4 separate regions of the Mus musculus genome follow, and regions 2, 3 and 4 are each linked to region 1. Evidence: chromatin contacts called from public HiChIP or PLAC-seq, Micro-C and promoter capture Hi-C data. All regions are on one chromosome and are shown on one strand. Each heading gives the region's core, a stretch centred on a gene start, on an enhancer-like site or on the middle of the called end of the contact. The rest is flanking DNA. Distances are from core to core; before and after follow the strand shown. Region 1 holds the start of Pkn1 (protein kinase N1). Region 2 holds the start of Scoc (short coiled-coil protein). Region 3 holds the start of Il27ra (interleukin 27 receptor, alpha). Region 4 has its middle 4.9 kb from the start of Mir23a.

Region 1 (2,700 bases), core at 70-2,569:
TAAGGAGGAGGCGGCTGGGGGACAAGGAAGGAAGCCTCTACTGTAGTCTTGAGAGTTCAGTGATGGAGTATTGGGCCTGTTCAGGGCTTAGGAAGATGAGTTTGGGTGCCCCCCCCAAATGATAGGGTGCAGAAGAAAAGCCATCCTGTAAGTCACTCACTGGCCACCACACATTTGGCTTGGCATGTGTGGTACATGCACGTGAACACACTCAATAAATGGTATAAAGATTAAAATAGGAGTTGAAGAGATAGAAGCAATACTACTCTTGTAGAAAACTCAAGTCTGGACCCAGCACCCAGGTGGTGCAGTCCACAAACAGTTTATAACTTCCTTTTAGGGCATCCCATGTCTTCTTCTGACCTCCAGAGGCACCCACACACATGTGCATAACTCACACAAAGAAACACATATATACACATGCAAGAAATTAAATATGAGTCTTTTCTAGCAAATAGTATAAGATTAGTCTTTTGGACAGTAATTAAAATCATTATCTCTCCTACCTTATAGGACTTTTAAGGAGATGTTTTAATCCTCCTCACCCAGTAAAACTTTTGTTTATACAAAGCGCCCCCCCCCCCCCCGCTCCATTCTAGGAAATTGATCGCTTGGAGCAGTGACCCCTTTCCCCTTCAATTTCCTCTGCGCCAATTTTCTCAGACTAGCCAATTGAATAAGACTGCGAGGTCACCTGAGTTAGAATAGAAACCATATGCACTTCCTGTCTTCTCTTTGCTTTTCCGCAGCGCACTGTCTTGATGAAGAGTAAAGTTTGCCTTGTTCGGACATTTCATTTTGAAGGATGGTCTCTTTCTTTGCCACCCCGAAACTTATTCCTAACACACATGAATCAAAATAAAGTCTTTAAAAAAATGAGCTAAAAGTGACAACTGCTGGCATTTATTGTGCACTTGGGATCTATACACTTGCCCTACTCTTCCTCAAGTTTTACAGACATCCTAGTCCTGAGGGGTATTGTGTTCCCCCAAGGCCCAGGACACTGGGATTTGAAGTCAGGCTCTCCCTGTGTTTGCCTCCCGGGAAACGGGAGGGAGGATGCCTCTGTGCAGCTGGGCCGTGTGTGTCGAGGGTGGTGGTGGACGGTGACCATTGCATTCAAAGGGGTTGGAGGCGGGGGACAAGGCCTCTGAGGCTCGCGGTCGCTTAGGCCCGCTCAGAGTCCCCTACGCTACAAGGAGCGCTTGCCGCACCCCACAGCCAACAGGGACCCTATTTCCCCGCTGCAAGCCCCGGGGGCCGCCGGGAGCCCCGCCCCCGCCCCGCCTCCTCCCCAGGCGCGGACCTCGGCGCTCACGTGACCCACCCTGCAGCCGCTGGGGCCGGAGGGCGCAGCTCGGCGGAGGCCTGGCCAGGCCGGGCCGAGCGCAGCAGGCCGGAGCGCGCCGCGCGCCTGGGAGGGTCTGGGCGCCGCGCCTCCCGCCGCACCCGCCCGCGCGCTCGCAAGCCCTTCCTTGGCGCTGGGACCCCTGGCGGGCGGCCGGAGGACATGGCCGGCGACGCCGTACAGGTAGGCGACTTGTCCGCACCCGCGGGGCGGCCAGAAGGCGCGGAGGACCCCAGGCACGGGTAGAGTCCCGGACGAGGTCCCCATCGGGAGCCCGCGCGGGCCCTTGTAGCAGGTGGAGGCGCCGACCGGGTCGGAGGAAGGGGTGCTGTTCGGGATTCTACCCCAGCATCCCCTCCTTTGGCCCTCCCCGAGAGTCAGCGTGTGTAGCGGGGTCCCCACTTCGGTGTCCGAGGCTAGCTGCGGATCCCGGTGCCTGTCGTCCCCACATCCTACTCTGGGTCCTGCAGCGTTCGGTTTCTGTCAGGTGCCGCTTCACCTGGAGCAGGTGCCTGGCACCCTGCCCCGGACCGGAGGAGTGCCCGGCCCGATCCCCTCCCCCGCACAACAAAGCCCGGGCCACCCCCGCCTGCAGACGTCTTTACGATGGTCTTGACGCCACCCAGATGGGCACCTGTTGGAGGAAGTGTCTAAGTCACTTCACTAGGCCTGAGGCCGGGTTCCTCCTTCCGCCTTGTTCCCCATAACCACCCTTCAGGCTGACAGATGGAGCTGTAACCCAGGTGGGGCGTGTCCTGTCACACAGACAGGAAGGATTTTATGTCTGGAAGGTGACAGGGCTGGGTCTCTACTCCCTCGCAACAGACACCTGTGACTGGCATCTGCCAGCCACATGGCCTTCCCTGTGTGACCTGTTGGGCGTTACTGAAGCAGGGTCAGGGTCGGGGTGACTGACTCCCCACTCTAATTCAGTGGCCCAAAATCTGAGATCTTTGTATCTTTGTGGCTCCATTAATTCGTCACCATGCAGTCCATTGTCCTGTGTAACTGGTTCTCATCTCCTTCTACACCTGCCCCCATGTCTCCCCTGTACCCTTCTGTACCCGTCTTCCCCAGTCCTGCTGATGGCCTGCCGGCCTTGCCGAGGAGCTGGGCGTATCTGGTGCTGCCGATCTCACAAGGTCAGACCTCCAGGCTGATGCACCGGTGCCGGCTCCCCTTCAAGCCCACTGAGGGCTGTGCAGGGCTGTCCCAGTACATGCATGTGCTTGGTGTGTCCCGAGTAGGACGCACATGGAGGCTGTGATTCCCAGAATGAGGCTGGACCTACATCTTGGTCCCCGTCCCGTCTTCTCCCTTATGTTCATTCCCGCTTGGACTTGCTGCCTGGT
Region 2 (2,700 bases), core at 91-2,590, 260 kb after region 1:
TTCCAGGAGATCCAACACTCTTTTCTGGCGTCCTCAGGCACCAGGTACCCAAGTGTTTCAGAGAAATAAATGCAAGTAAAATATACATACAATAAAAAATTAAAACCAAAAACAAATTTTCAGGCCCATTTCTATGACTGGCCCATGTGCATTTGAAAAGAAAGTGTGTTCTTCACTATCTTGGAAAATCCCATCCTTCTTTGAATGTTGCCCATATTCATTCTATTTTGTTGGCACTCCTCTTAGCGTTACCTGGGGTTTCCCTCTCTTCCCATATTCTCCTTCCTTCAAATCCTGAATTGTAGTCCAAGCCTAATACTTTCGTCTCAAACACTAAATGGTAGGTACTTTATTTATAAAGGATTACGGTCACGTGTTAGCAAATCCTGCTTGATTGGTTTAAGATACCCGGGAGTTGTAGAAATGGCTCAGAAGTTAACAGTACTTATTGCTCTTTCACGGGAAGCTGAGTTGAGTTCTCATCATCCTCACCAAATGGTTCACAGCCACCTGTAACCCCAATCCCAGGGGTCTGATTCCCTCTTCTGGCATCTGCAGGCACCTTGCACAGGCACAAGCAAGTACATACACACCGCTACATATTCATGCAATTAAAAATAGAACCTTATATAAGAAAGAAAAGCCAAGAAGAAAGTATTTGTAAGCTGGCCTCTACAGCTCAGAGGTTTTGATAAAGTCAAAGCAAGAATGCTTTGCAGGTAAGAATATACTGTGGTCACTGACCGCTAACAGCAAGATACTTGTTTCAAAGGTTAGGTTATAATGAAGTGTCACGAAAATCACCTAGCAACCCAAAGTCTGGCATTGTACATGTACACTTGAATAAGAAACACAATTTTAATTAAGCCTTGGGTTTTCTGAGACTGAGATCAGGAGACTGCTGATCTAAGGAATCATGACGTGGTCGGGTGAACGGAAGTTTAAAAATTGTCCTGAATATGGGGTACGAAGAGAAACATCCATTAATGGTATATGCTTTGTGCGTTATCTAATTTTAGAAGTGGGGAAAAAGGAAACCGTGCTTTTAGAATCGAGGGGGGAGGGCGCTGCACTGTTCTGCTCACTCTGTTCTTGAATGTGAACGAAATATCTCTCTCCTAGAGTCTGGTCACGGCAATTTCCAGAAATTCTGTCTCTGTTTCCCTCCCTCTCTCCCCGTCTCTCTTTTTTTAACCTAGAGTGACTTTCCACCCCACTTTCCAGGTTCCTGGCGAGACAAAAGATGCTCAGCGAGGACCGCTTTCTTAGGCGCATCTTCTCTTCTGCGCCGTGATTGGTCGCTGCTTTTTTAGGACACGCCCAAAAATCCTGATTGGTCGTCAATGCCCTTTTGTTAGGGCAAAGGTGGACCCCGGTGCTCTGCCACAGGCCTGTCGAGGCGTCCAGCAGCCAGTGCGCAGGCGTGCAATTTCCAGTTAGGATTGGTGGGAGGACGCCTCCTCGCTCGGCGCACGCTCCGTGGGCGGGAAGGGCGGGGCTGACGCTGTCAGTTGGTCGGAGAGCCGCGCGGCCTGAGGCTTCCTACCCATCCCGCCTCTTCCCGGCGCTTCAGACGCAAGGTGAGGCGGCTCGGGGCGGCGAGGGCTGGGCCTGGGAGACCGCCGAGGCCCTGTGGGGCGGGGCGGGATGGAACGGGAACCCGGGCGGCGGCCTGGGTGCTGGATTGCGGCGCCGCGAGGCCCGACATCCCGCCGAGCGCTGCGCAGCCACCTTCCCGGCCCCACGCCGCGGGCTCAGTGGGAAGAGCCCGGCGGTGCGGGACCGGGACGCCGTGGGGGTGCGATGGGACCGGGTAGTAGGAGAAGACGCTCTGCTGCCCGAGCTACCTTCCAGTTCGCCGCAATTCTTCTGCTTCAGCCTCTCGAGTGCTAGGATTGCTTTGCAGGCGTGGTGGCCCGTGCATGTCTGGGGTGGGACGTCTTTGCTAGAACCTGGGTTTGTTTCTTTGTCAGCTTTTCTCAGGCGTCCTGCGGAACAAATATTGAGGAGTAAGGTTTGGGAAGGAGAAATCATAGTTTCCCGAAAAGCCAAGGTTTCTGTTACACCACCAGAGACAGACGTCGCAATAGCCAGAAGGACAGAGGTCCCCAAACCGTTATCCGTTTCTGCGACTCAAAGCTGTGCGTAGGAATCCTAGTGTCTGTATGCTCCAATGATTAAACTGGATGCAGCTAGCTCCCCGGGGATCTAACTTAAGTTTGATCCTTATTGACGATGTAGTTCCTCGATTTCCATCGATTTTGAAAGCCCTAAAATGTCAAAGCAGAACATGAACAGATTAGAAACATCACACTGGAGTGGATGCAGATGAAATTTTATATTTGTTTTGTTTGTGGAAACGCCAAAGGAGTTGAGTTTTTCAAACTCAGTTTAGGACCTTAATAATATCTTGGCTATGAAACATGAGGCAAGGCCTCTAGCCTTTATAAGGCTTAGTATCCACATCTGTGAATTGCATTTTCTTTCTGTTGTGATAAAACTATATATGTAAAGTGTTCAGTGCATTCCTGTAGTGCATTGGACTTTTAAATTTAAAAAACTATTGCTGGTGAGTGGATGATGGATGGAAAACATTAATTGCAGGTTCAAGAGAAGTCTGGTGGTTGAGTTTGAAAGGATATTAGGGAAATGTCAAACTCATATCTGAGATGTTAAGGCCAGCCGAGGTGGAATGATGGG
Region 3 (2,700 bases), core at 166-2,665, 340 kb before region 1:
ATGTGTGGGTGGTGAATGATGGACAGACAGATGGATGCATGCGCAGGTTAGGAGTGTGCCTGCCTCAAAACAGTAGCTCTATGGCTAAATGGCTGTGTCCTCACACAAGCCTGATGAGGAGCCAGGGTCCCAATTAGTGAATAGTAAGTAGGTGGCAACAGCAGCAAACTCAGTAGCTGTCACTGAGAGGCTGGAAGAAGTGAATTCGGTAAAGCAAACAAGACGGTCAATAAATGATCAGTGTTCACTTGAGTGCTCCTCATGTATCCCATAGTATTGTGCTTTTGCGGGCATCCAGTCTGATACTCCTGACAAAGCCAAAAAAAAAAAAAGTAGAAGTTATTATTATCTCCCCTCCCCCTCCCCTGCTTTGTGGAAAAGAAAACTGAGCCTAGGAGGGAGACGGAAGTAATGTCATTTACTATTCTGATTTAGGGAGCCTAGCTCCCAAATGCATATTTTCATCTACGCCGTCCACATTAAATAAAGAATCGCATGAACTCAGTGACAGGAAAGTCCAGCTTAGCACTGAAACTGACAACAGAGCCAGCATTTGAACCCTCGAGGGGATGAAATCAAACTCAGAACCGCAACCTTGATCCTCCAGACTGGAGATGTAAGTGGGCTAAGCCCTGATTCTTCCTCTTTGCTTTTGCAGGGGACTTCTTCGCTGATGGAGAAGCCAATACAGACCACCTGGCCAGCGAGCTGGATGAAGCGGTGGGCTCCAGCGAGTGGCTGGCCCTAACCAAATCCCCCCAGGCTTTCTACGGTGGTCGAGCCAGCTGGCAAGGGTCACCTGGAGTGGTTCGGGGCAGCAGAGATGTGTTGGCTGGCCTTTCCAGCAGTTGCTGCGAGTGGGGCTGTAGCAAGAGCCAAATTAGCAGCTTGTGCTAGGATCAGGGTTGAGCAATGGAGAAGCGGGCCGTGCCTGCAAGCTGCTGTCAGCTGTGCGATGTTCAAGAGCATTCCTACAGGCGAGGCACCAAGGGGTCCACTGTCTCCTTACAGACCCTCTGCCAAGATGCATACACTACTTGCCAACCTTTCCCCACCTTGCTGCCGGCCCCTCCTCTATCCAGCCAAACAGAAACTTGTTTTTCATGGCTGAGTTCTTCCGTGCCACAACCTCACCCCCAGCAGCCCAGCAGCAACCAGATGCCCATCTTCTTAAACTGGCTACACTAGAGTCTGCCCCACCTCCACCCTCAGTCCGGCCCTAATTGTCGCCACTGTCCCTGGCTAACCTCCCCCCCACCCCAAAACAGAGCCCCTGGTCCTCAGTACTCAGACTTCCTCACCACATAAAATAAAGGTTCAGTTCTGAGCATTTGCACGCGTGCGTATCATTGCTGGGGGTGGGCGGATTTGGGGACTTCCCGCCAGGGGCGGGGTGGCTTCCTTCCCGCAGGCTGTAAGCCCCAAGCCTGGTGGTGTCACTTGTCCCTGGGAGCCATGAACCGGCTCCGGGTTGCACGCCTCACGCCGTTGGAGCTTCTGCTGTCGCTGATGTCGCTGCTGCTCGGGACGCGGCCCCACGGTGAGCAGCTTCGTGAGTGGCTGGCTCGGGGTCACAGTTGTAGGGCATCGGGAACTGGGCGACAACAGGATGTAGCAGGTCGGAAAGGGGCCCGGGACTCCCTCTGCGCCATCCCAGCACGTGCCAGGCCCTGCGCTCCGGTACTGCACTACCACTGTACCAGAGGATGGACGCATCCACAGTCCAGCAAGTTCAGGCCCCGGGGAACTTGACCACGGTCCTCTCGGCTCTCTGCGCCCCTGCAGGCAGTCCAGGTCCACTGCAGTGCTACAGCGTCGGTCCCCTGGGAATCCTGAACTGCTCCTGGGAACCTTTGGGCGACCTGGAGACTCCACCTGTGCTGTATCACCAGAGTCAGAAATAGTGAGTACCCTGGAGTGGTCTAGGGGAAACTGAGGACGGAAAGTGGTCACTCAGATTTCAAGCGAATTTTGTTAAGAGGATCACCGCCCGCCCCTCAGTCCGGCTACTGAGAATTCGGTCCACACTCTCACAACCCTCAGGCTAGCCCACTCATTCCCTTATGGCATAACTCAGGTCTGACCACTTTCCCTCTCTCAACCCCCACCCCCACCCCCACAGTAATGACGGCACAGGCCTGCCATGATTGATTCTGCCCATCAGCACGGTAGGCACATGGCAAAGAAAAACTGCTGAGCACTAGAAAGCAGGTTAATATCGTTGTTGTACGACATCGGGCAGGTAACTTGAATTTCTGAGTTCACTCTAAGCAGCATGGTGACACACACCTGCAAACACAGCTCTTGGAAGATGGAGGCAAGAAAATCAGGAGTTCAAGAGCGACCTCAGCTTCACAACAAGTTTGAGATCAGCGTGGGCTGTAAGAAACTGTCTCAAAAAAAAAAAAAAGTCAGTGTAGCGCTTGTAATCACAACAACAATAGCTGGTTCTGGTATGGTTTGGGGTTCAGGGTCCAGGGGAGAGTGTATCTGGAAACTTCATTTCAATTGCGCTAAGTAAAGGACAAAGAAAAAGCACCTTGGGAGGAGCCCCGGGGAACAGCATGTTTTCTGAGACAGGGTCTTACCCTGTGAAGCTGGCCTCTAACAATCCTGCTTTCGTCTCCTGTGTGCTGGGATGACAGCTGTGAACTGTCGGGTGTAAACTGTCAGTCACCCGGCCCACTGTTGAGTTCTTTC
Region 4 (2,700 bases), core at 112-2,611, 500 kb before region 1:
AGAAAGCCTGTCTAGGAAAAACAAAATAAAAATAAAAACAAGAAATGTGTCTACAGAGCAAGCTGGAGGGCAACCTGGGATACATGAGACTCTAAAAAAGATAAGTTTAGGGCTAGAGAGATGGCTCAGCGGGTAAGAGCACTGACTGCCCTTCCGAAGGTCCTGAGTTCAAATCCTAGCCACCACATGGTAGCTCACAACCATCCGTAATGAGATCTAACACCCTCTTCTGGAGTGTCTAAAGACAGCTACAGCGTACTTACATATAATAATAAATCTTAAAAAAAAAAAAAGAAAACAAGTTCAGGGCTGGAAAGATGACTCAATAGTTTAGACTGCATATTGCTTTCTGAGAACCTGAATTTGGTTTCCCGGCTCACATGTGGCGCCCTCTTCTGGACCCTTTAGGCACCTACACATACATGCACATACCCAACACATACACAAAAGTAAAAAAATAAGTCTTAAAAAAAAAGAAAATCTCTACTTCCCAATAATTGGAAGAGTTCCTGGGTGACATCAAGGACAGAAGCATTCAGTCATATCAGGCAGTGACAGGCAGGACAGTGGATTTAACGTCTAGATCTGGCATCACCGATGTCTGAGGAATGAGGAATAAGGATTGAGATATTCTGATGTGTCTTCCCCAGTACGCGTGCTTACACACACACACACACACACACACACACAGTCTCCAGCCCCAATCCACCTCTGTCTCTTTGGGTTCTGGGGGCAGCCCAGGTCCACAGGCTGACCAGCCTCCCCAATCACCTCCGGAAGTGAGACAGCATATTCGTCCCAGGGACCAGAACGGGAAGGGCGGCCATTTGGCCAGGCTGGTTTCCTGTGGGGTTTCCCCTACAAAGAGCCCAAGGCTGCAGCCAAGGCCACTCCCATCCTCACACACACCAGAGGTCTGTGTCTGGCGTGGAGGGGGCATTACCACGCAGGTGTCCAGGAGCTGGGACACCCTGTACTGACTCTTAGTCTCACAGGGAGACTCAAAGGGACAGAAGTCCTGGAGCTGGAGGGCTTGAGAAACAGGGCGGGGGGCCTTGGGCTGTGGTATCCCAGTCAGTTAAATTAGCACACACAGCCTTCAAGCCCTCGGCATCCCTGGAGGACCCACAGTGAACCCCAAGAAAGAACCAGGGCAGAGGCCCTCCGGTCGTCCCCAACCCTGATCCTCAAATACTTTCCACTCTCGCGAAGCAGCGAGGATCGGAAAATACCAAGGGCTGCAGTCTCCGCCCAGCTCCGCCCCCGCCCCAGCCACCAGCGCTCGCTAATGGCCCACTCTTCCCAGGAGCTGGGCGGCTGGGTTGGGGCCAACCCGACCTGCGGCACAGATGCCTGCCCTCCACGTCCGTCCCCACGCAGGAACCAGACAACCCGCCCGGGTTGGGGGGCAGGGCATAGGCAAGTGGGTGGGCCTAGTGCCTAGCCGCGAGTGGAGGGGGCGCAGGAAGGGGTGAGGGAGGGCTGAATCACTTGGTATAAATAGGCAAAGACGACAGCCACGTCCCACCCTCGCTGCCCGCCAGCCACACAGTCCAACAACCAGATCCCCCACTCTATTCCTTAACATTCTGTTTGCGGTGCTGGGTTCCCCTCAAGCCAATCAGTGCTCCCAGGGTGAAGTTCATCCCAGGTCCTGGCCTGGCCTGGGACTGGAGATAGGAGCGCTGACCTCCATCACCCACTGTCTTCTGGAAGGCTTGGCTCACTCCCTTAACTCCGCAAAACTTCCAGGAACCAGCCAGGCATTGTGAGGCGTCTCTGTCAGTCTACCATTCAGGAGGCTGAGCCAGGAGGACTGCCATGTGTTCAAGACCGCGGTAGGCTATGAAATGAGACTGTGTCTCGACCCCCAAAGTTGACTGTGGGTAGAGAGTGCTTGGCTATTTTGCTGGAAGCATGGAGTCAGCAGGTCCCATCTTAAAGCAGAAACCCTTCATCATGGTGCACACAAGTAAGCCTAGCATTCAGGAGGTGGAGGCCTAAGGACCAGTTCAAGGACATCCTGGACTACTTATCCAGTTCCAGGCCAGCATGGACTACATTACATTAGATCATGCCTCAAAAACTTTTATTAATAGATCGATAATTATTATTATTCCCAGGCCCAAAGCTTAGGGTTCCAGAGCCCCAAATGTACACAGGAGACAAAAGGGAGGTATCACCGGGCATCCCAGATTTGCTCCCCCGAGTCCCTCAAGGCCCATGTGCCCATCCTGCCACCCAGCCCTGCTCTGCCCAGGGCCACAGCTCAGTAGCCACACCCAGGGTGGCGCCAGTTCTAGCTCCAGCAGCCTGAGGCAAGGCGCCGCTCGAGTGTGACTCAGCCATGCCCGGCATGATGCTGTCCTTCCCTACCCAAGAATTCTCACGCCCACGCCACCACCCTCAATCCTTCCCCATGGCCAGCTAGGAAGACACACCTCCATGTCCACTGAGGACATTCAACACAGGATATGAGGAGACCTCAGCACCCTATGGGAGACTAGAGAGTGTGCTCTGTTCCACTGCATCTCCAAAAGTTCCCATTCACAGATGGAAAAACTGAGGCGGCAGAGACAATCCCAGGAATGTCTACACTCTCTCCATAAAGACAAGGCCGCCTGAGCTGGAGTTGGTGGCCCATGCCCATAACCCTAGCACTTGAGAGTTGCAGGAAAGAGAATGCGGAGCTCAAGTCCG

What was found. Promoter capture Hi-C pulls out the DNA fragments that hold promoters and counts their contacts. Hi-C and Micro-C count contacts between places; a contact is called where the count stands out from the background. HiChIP or PLAC-seq counts read pairs in DNA pulled down with a chosen protein or histone mark.
Region 2: a Micro-C map of embryonic stem cells shows a contact between it and region 1, with 4 times the contacts expected there. The contact joins the promoter of Scoc here to the promoter of Pkn1 in region 1. A contact is called at or near these places in 1 of 484 Hi-C or Micro-C datasets (embryonic stem cells) and 1 of 115 datasets of contacts at active chromatin or transcription factors (extraembryonic endoderm stem cells).
Region 3: a promoter capture Hi-C map of hematopoietic stem and progenitor cells shows a contact between it and region 1. The contact joins the promoter of Il27ra here to the promoter of Pkn1 in region 1. A contact is called at or near these places in 6 of 39 promoter capture datasets (the C10 cell line, the HPC-7 cell line, cranial neural crest and 3 more) and 2 of 9 other capture datasets (adipose tissue and pancreatic islet).
Region 4: an H3K27ac HiChIP or PLAC-seq map of bone marrow-derived dendritic cells shows a contact between it and region 1, with 5 times the contacts expected there. The contact joins the enhancer-like site here to the promoter of Pkn1 in region 1. A contact is called at or near these places in 1 of 39 promoter capture datasets (pre-B cells), 1 of 484 Hi-C or Micro-C datasets (embryonic stem cells), 5 of 115 datasets of contacts at active chromatin or transcription factors (bone marrow-derived dendritic cells, double positive thymocytes, extraembryonic endoderm stem cells and 2 more) and 1 of 9 other capture datasets (pancreatic islet).

What each region holds. Positions count from the first base shown.
Region 1 is chr8:83,697,798-83,700,497 of GRCm38.p6, reverse strand. It overlaps Pkn1 (protein kinase N1), which reads left to right and starts at 1,319. Exons shown (of 22, transcript NM_177262.4): 1 at 1,319-1,531. The coding sequence starts at 1,511.
Region 2 is chr8:83,441,302-83,444,001 of GRCm38.p6, reverse strand. Scoc (short coiled-coil protein) reads left to right here and starts at 1,340. Exons shown (of 4, transcript NM_019708.4): 1 at 1,340-1,580.
Region 3 is chr8:84,041,290-84,043,989 of GRCm38.p6, reverse strand. It overlaps Il27ra (interleukin 27 receptor, alpha), which reads left to right and starts at 1,415. Exons shown (of 14, transcript NM_016671.3): 1 at 1,415-1,540; 2 at 1,786-1,903. The coding sequence starts at 1,456. Rln3 (relaxin 3) reads left to right here. Exons shown (of 2, transcript NM_173184.1): 2 at 659-923. The coding sequence ends at 897.
Region 4 is chr8:84,202,317-84,205,016 of GRCm38.p6, reverse strand. No RefSeq gene overlaps it. Among named protein-coding and RNA genes, the nearest start is that of Mir23a, 4.9 kb to the left of the region's middle. Within about 2 kb of position 1,361, at least 381 of the 459 cell types and tissues checked have an H3K27ac peak or open chromatin away from gene starts, as enhancers often do. A contact at or near this core is called in bone marrow-derived dendritic cells, double positive thymocytes, embryonic stem cells and 4 more, where this site is marked.